2 separate regions of the Oryctolagus cuniculus genome follow, and region 2 is linked to region 1. The links are chromatin contacts, called in public Micro-C maps. All regions are on one chromosome and are shown on one strand. Each heading gives the region's core, a stretch centred on a gene start, on an enhancer-like site or on the middle of the called end of the contact. The rest is flanking DNA. Distances are from core to core; before and after follow the strand shown. Region 1 holds the start of REEP4 (receptor accessory protein 4). Region 2 has its middle 9.1 kb from the start of FGF17.

The links. A called contact is a pair of places that touch in the nucleus more often than the background predicts.
Region 2: a Micro-C map of ear pinna shows a contact between it and region 1, with 7 times the contacts expected there. The contact joins the enhancer-like site here to the promoter of REEP4 in region 1. A contact is called at or near these places in 2 of 6 Hi-C or Micro-C datasets (ear pinna and an unstated tissue).

Annotation. Positions count from the first base shown.
Region 1 is chr8:1,167,020-1,169,697 of mOryCun1.1, reverse strand. It overlaps REEP4 (receptor accessory protein 4), which reads right to left and starts at 1,312. Exons shown (of 8, transcript XM_051836762.2): 1 at 1,061-1,312; 2 at 233-305. The coding sequence starts at 1,092.
Region 2 is chr8:1,236,225-1,238,902 of mOryCun1.1, reverse strand. No RefSeq gene overlaps it. Among named protein-coding and RNA genes, the nearest start is that of FGF17, 9.1 kb to the left of the region's middle. Within about 2 kb of position 1,347, at least 4 of the 8 cell types and tissues checked have an H3K27ac peak or open chromatin away from gene starts, as enhancers often do. A contact at or near this core is called in ear pinna, where this site is marked.

The DNA of each region.
Region 1 (2,678 bases), core at 63-2,562:
CCACGTGGCCGGGCCTGGTCTCTGCAGGTGCACTTGGGTCATTGTCCCCCGCCCCGGAGGAGGGGCGACCAGCTCAGCCTTCACACACCTTGCCCACGGGAGCCCCGCGGTGGGTGGCACCCTCTCCCCTGCACCACGGCCATGTGGCCGGGCCTGGTCTCTGCAGGTGCACTTGGGTCATTGTCCCCCGCCCCGGAGGAGGGGCAGCCAGCTCAGCCCCTGCCCCACTCACATATTCACGAATGTTCTTGGTCTTCACGGCTTTGTAGGACGCATAGGCAGGGTACAGCATCCCAAACACCAGCCTGGAAGAAGAGGCACAGGGTGGGTGAGGGGCCCCACCCTGCCCTGCTTGGAGGGGGTGCCGGGTGCCAGCGCCGGCCCTGTTTTTCCCGCTTGGCTTGCACAACCCGAGGTGCCTGAGTCAGTGTCCTGGAGGCCACCTCCCCACCCCGCTGTTTACAAACAGCCCCGGCCTGCCCGGGCCTGCACCGGTGGCCCATGGGTGCACGACGGAGCCAGGACACAGCCACCCAACAGGCTCCCACGGCCATGTGAGCGGGCCCAGGGCCACCAGCCAGGGATGCACGGGCAGCACAGAGCCAGGAGGCTGAGTCACGTGACTCGCTCACCTGGGAGGCAGGCACCTGGCTTCCCCCGCCCAGCCCACAACGTGCCATATCACCGGGCGTTCGCCAAGGGGCAGTGCCCGCCTGCAGCCCTCAGCCCACACACCTGCTTGCAGGGCTTGGGGGAAGGGGTCGCCAGCAGCCCAGGAGAGGGCCCAAAGTCCATTCCCCTCGCGGTGTAGGGGGGAGGAGCGCAGGGCCCCCGGCCCACGCACCTGTCTGCAGGGCCGGGGGGGAGGGGTCGCCAGCAGCCCAGGAGGGCAGGGGAGGGGGCCGAGCGTGCGCGGGCTGCCCGCAGCTCCGTTCCCCTCGCGGTGCAGGGGGGAGGCGCGCAGGGCCCCCGACCCACCACCAGGCCCCCGGCCCACCACACCCCGGGCGGCGCCTGGGGACGCGGTGGGGGGGGGGTGTCTTCAGGCGGCCGTACTCACACCACCAGGCGGCAGATCATCCAGGACACCATGCTGGAGGGGAGGGCAGCGCCCCGGGAACACGCCCACGTGGGGGCCGCGCCGGTCAGCGCAGGTGCGGGGTCGCCGGCGGCGGGGAGTCCGGCCCGGGGCCGGCACGTCGCAGCCTGCGCGCCTGCGGGTCGCCGCGGTCCCACCGCGCCGGCCACCGGCCACCGGCTCCGGCCTGCGGGGGCGGAGTCTGCGACTCACTTGAAAGTTGCTCGGCGCTGGGCGCTGCCCAACCCCAGCGCGCCGGCGGGCGGCGCAGGCGCAGTGCGGCCTCGAGGGGCGGGGCTTGCTCCGGCGCGAGGCCCGCCCCTTAAAGGGGCCGCGCGCCTCGGGGCGACTCCTGCCTGGGAGGACAGGTGCAGGGGGCGGAAGCCGCCGAGGACGGCCGGCAGTCGGGCGGGAAGAAGTGCGGTGGCGGGCCGGCTTCTCTCCGCGTGTTTCCCTCTCGCCTCGTTCCCCTCCCCTGTAAAATAAGACGGAATCGGCGTCTGAGGAGGGCGGGGGCTCTCCCCGGGACCCTCGGGCACCTGCTGGGAGAAGGCTCCTCTGAGTGTCCATTACCACCCCAGGGTGCTGGGCTGACCGAGGGGAAGGGGCGAAGCCGAGGGACTCAAGGCGATTTGGGGGTTCCCTCCTGCCACCCTCGGGCTGACTGGTGATTCCAGAGAGTGGCGGTGAGCCCCCAGCTCCCCCACACCTTCTCCCCCAGGCCTGCCCAGTCAGTACCCTGGGAGGTAAGCAGTAGCTGGGAGCGCGCGCGCGCCAGTTGTGGGGTGCGTAGGCCTGGCATGTGGCGAAGCCGGTTAAGCCACCGATCCCGCCCCGTTTTGAGTCCTGGCTGCTCAATTCAATCCGCTTGGAAGCCGCTTCCAATCCAGCTCCCTGCTAATGCACCAGCGAGAGATGGCCCAAGCGCTTGGGTCCCTGCATCCACGTGGGAGACCTGGAACCTGGCTTCAGCCTGGCCCGAGCTCCCCGTCCCCCACGCTTGGCCATTTGGAGAGTGAGCCAGCAGATGGAAGATTCTCTCCTCTCTCTGTCACTCTGCTTTTCAAATCAATACAGCACATCTTTTTAAAAGAAATCTTTCCATTAGGAGGTGCCCCAGCCAGTGAGCAACAGGGGTTTGTACAAAGTTCACCCTGTGGAGTTCATTGCTGCTGCCAGCCCTGACGGCTCAGCAGTAGGGGCTGAGGGAGCCCCAGAGCTGGGGGACGTGGACCGAAACATTCCCTGGGGGAAGGTGTAGGCATGGTGTTCGTAAAGCTCCTGGAAAATACCCAGCGGAGGAGGAGAGCTGCCCTCTGGTGGTTCACTCCTCAAATGCCCACAATGGCCAGGGCTGCACCTGCAACCTGGAAATTCAACCCAGGTCTCCCTGTGGGCCAGGAACCCAGTTACTGGAACAGTCACCTGCTGCGTCCAGGAGGCAGAGCTAGCCCAGGTGCTGTGGTGTGGACTGGGATGTCCCAATCGGCATCTTAATAGCCAAGCCAAATGCCCACTGTGTTAGCGTGTGACTCCATTCTCCATGAACTTTTGTATTTTAGTTTTTTTAAAAAATCATTTTCATTGTATTTGAAAGCCA
Region 2 (2,678 bases), core at 98-2,597, 69 kb before region 1:
AGGGGAGACTTGCCAGGGCACCCCAGCCCCAGCGCTAAGGGGCTCCCTTCGGGCACCCTCCCTCCATCACCGGGGGACAGGCCGTGGGAGCACAGCTTCCTCTTCCTCCCGGTCCCCGCCCCTGCCGCCAAGCCCGGGCAGGTTGTCTTGGCAACGGGAGGCGGGAGGCGGAGAGGAGATGCGCCAGGGGATGTATGTCTGCGAGGAGGCTGCTGCGCGCCTGCCCCACGCCCCAGGCCCCTGAAGGTACCGGGAATCCTGCCCCTCTCCCATGGGTCCTCCCCACCCGGGGCTCATGACCCACCTCGTTCCAGTCCCCTCGCCGAGCTGTCTTTCCCATTGCCAGCTCATTCCAGCCTGCCTCTGGGGACCCCTGCACCGGAAGACACATCTCCCGGGGTGGGGCTGGGGGTGGGGTGGGGCTCTGGGTAAGCGAGGTGGTGGGGAAAGCAGGGGCCGTACAGGGCCAGAGTGTGCAAGCCCCTGGCGCTCCTCCCCCAGAGGCACGGAGGGAGACCATCCGGGGCTGCAGTGGGGCTGGGGCCTCTTCTCTCTCCCAGACCTGATGGCAGGCCAGCAGGGTGCAGCTGACGACCTAGAGAGGCTGGGCAGAGCCAGCCTGGTTAGGGGAAAAGGCGGGGGAGCCCCTCCCCCAGCAACCGCCACCCCCCGCCCAGCGCTCGCCTGCCTAGCTCTTCGAGGTTCCGTGGTTCTGTACCCCTGGCCAGGGAGCCCCGCTTCTTCGTCCCCGTTCTCAGTCTCCATCGCTCCTGCGTTCCGGAACCCGCCCTGGAGGTTGCAGGCTGCCTGCTGCCTCCCCCACCCCACGACACGTCTGCTCCTCCTCCTTGGGGAAGGGGCCACCGAGGGCACTCACCTGTCCCCTTCGGTCCCCAGGCCCCCCTCCCCAGATTCTAGATTCCCCCATCAACAGCTGATAGCATCAGCTGACCGGCTGTGGTCAGTGGTTGCCAGGGCGACGGCCAGGCTGCCTAGGTAGGCAAGTCTGCAGGCAGGCGGGCAGGCGGGCAGGCGGGCAGGCGGCCGAGGTCAGCGGCCAGCCCTGTGACCCCCCCTCCTCCCCCGCCTAGGGCTTGGGGTGGTTGAGGCTTTGCCAAAACCGGAAAAGTCACGTTCCTAAGCGCTGAGGCCTGGGGGTCACCTGGCAGGCAGCTCCCCTTTCACGAAGGCGCCCTGGGGAGAAGTGGGGTCCTTCTCACTGTCTCCCCTGCGCCCTATCGCCGTTCCCAGGGGACTCGGGTTACCCAAAGGCCGGCCCAGTCTCCAGGCCTGCCTGAGCAGCGGGTGCCTCAGGGGGAGGCTAAGCTGGCACCTGGCTAAGCCTACACCCCCACGACGCCCCCGGAGGCAGGGGCCCCCGAGGCTCTGTTGCTGCTGGTGGGCATGATGGCTGGGGTCGCCCCTGGTTATCAGTGAGGCCCCCACACCCGCCCCTCGGCCTCCGCTGCCGCCTGCGAGGCTGTGTGCGTGCGGGATCGCGGGCGGCGGCGGCCGATTGTGCTTCGTCATGACGCCGGGCTAATGCTCCCCTTGTCTGAAGCGGATCGCGCCGCAGCCGAGCCGGCGCGGGGGACGAGCTCGCGCACCACAACCCACGCCCTCGGCCGCGGCCGCCGCCGCCGCCGCACGCGCCTGGCGGGAGGTGGGGCGGTGCGGGAGAGCGCGGGTCCCGGCGAGATCGGAGCGCTCAGCCGCGACCAGCTCCCTCCTACACAGCTCCCACCCCACCCACCCGAGCCCGCGCTCATCCTGTTGTTTGCGCTCCGGGGAAGCGCGGCTGGGTTCCTGGAAGAGCCGCGGGGTGCCTGGGTTCCGGAGGAAAGCCGCGACCGCCGGGGGCCGGCCCGCACCCCTGGGGCCTCGGGGTGCCTGGGCCGCGGGGGCTGGGAAGAGGTAGGTGGCACGGGGTCTCGGCCAGGCTTCAGCTCTGTGGGCGCTGGGGGCTGTAATACCTGCCTGGGAGCAGGGCTTAGGGTGATGCACGGTTCTCCCAGCCAGGGGAGCCGCTGGGGCCCCTGCCTCGTTCTGGGTTTGTCTGATCAGACCTCCCTCCCTGTGGTTTGGAGAGGGAAGGGATGTGGCGCTGGGATCACCTGGGAGCTGCTTCGTTTAGCTGAATACAGGGAAGAGGAGGCCTCTGCCTGCCTCCCCTCCCACCAGTCCAGATCCTGGAGGCTGCCGGGTGTGCATGTGGGGGGGTCCCCTGGGGGCTCCACGCTGTTGCTTGGGAGTCATTGAGGAGCCCAGGGAAGAATGAGGCTGCACCTCCCAGTGCTGGCTACTGCCCTGCTCCAGGGGTTGGGGCTGAGCCGGCACTCGGGCCCTGGGGCGCCCTGGGGCTCCCTGTTCCTAGCTCTGGCCTTGCTGGGCCGGTGCAGCTGGTGCTGCCCTCCCGGGAGCCTGGTTCCTAGGCTGTATGAGTCAGGGGAGCAGAGCCAGCAGCAGGGCTGTTGAGCTGTGAGGGCTGGAGCTGGCTGCTCGGTGGGGGATGGGGAGTCCTGTGGGTGCATGTGGGCCTCCTTGCAGCTCCGTGTGTGACTGTGTGGGCGCCTCACTGGGGGGAGAGTAGGGGTGTGAGCTGGCAACATGGTGGTGGAGTCTCCCGTGTGCACCCATGTGCACCCGTGTGCGTGAGTTCTGCAGCTGTGTCTCTGGGC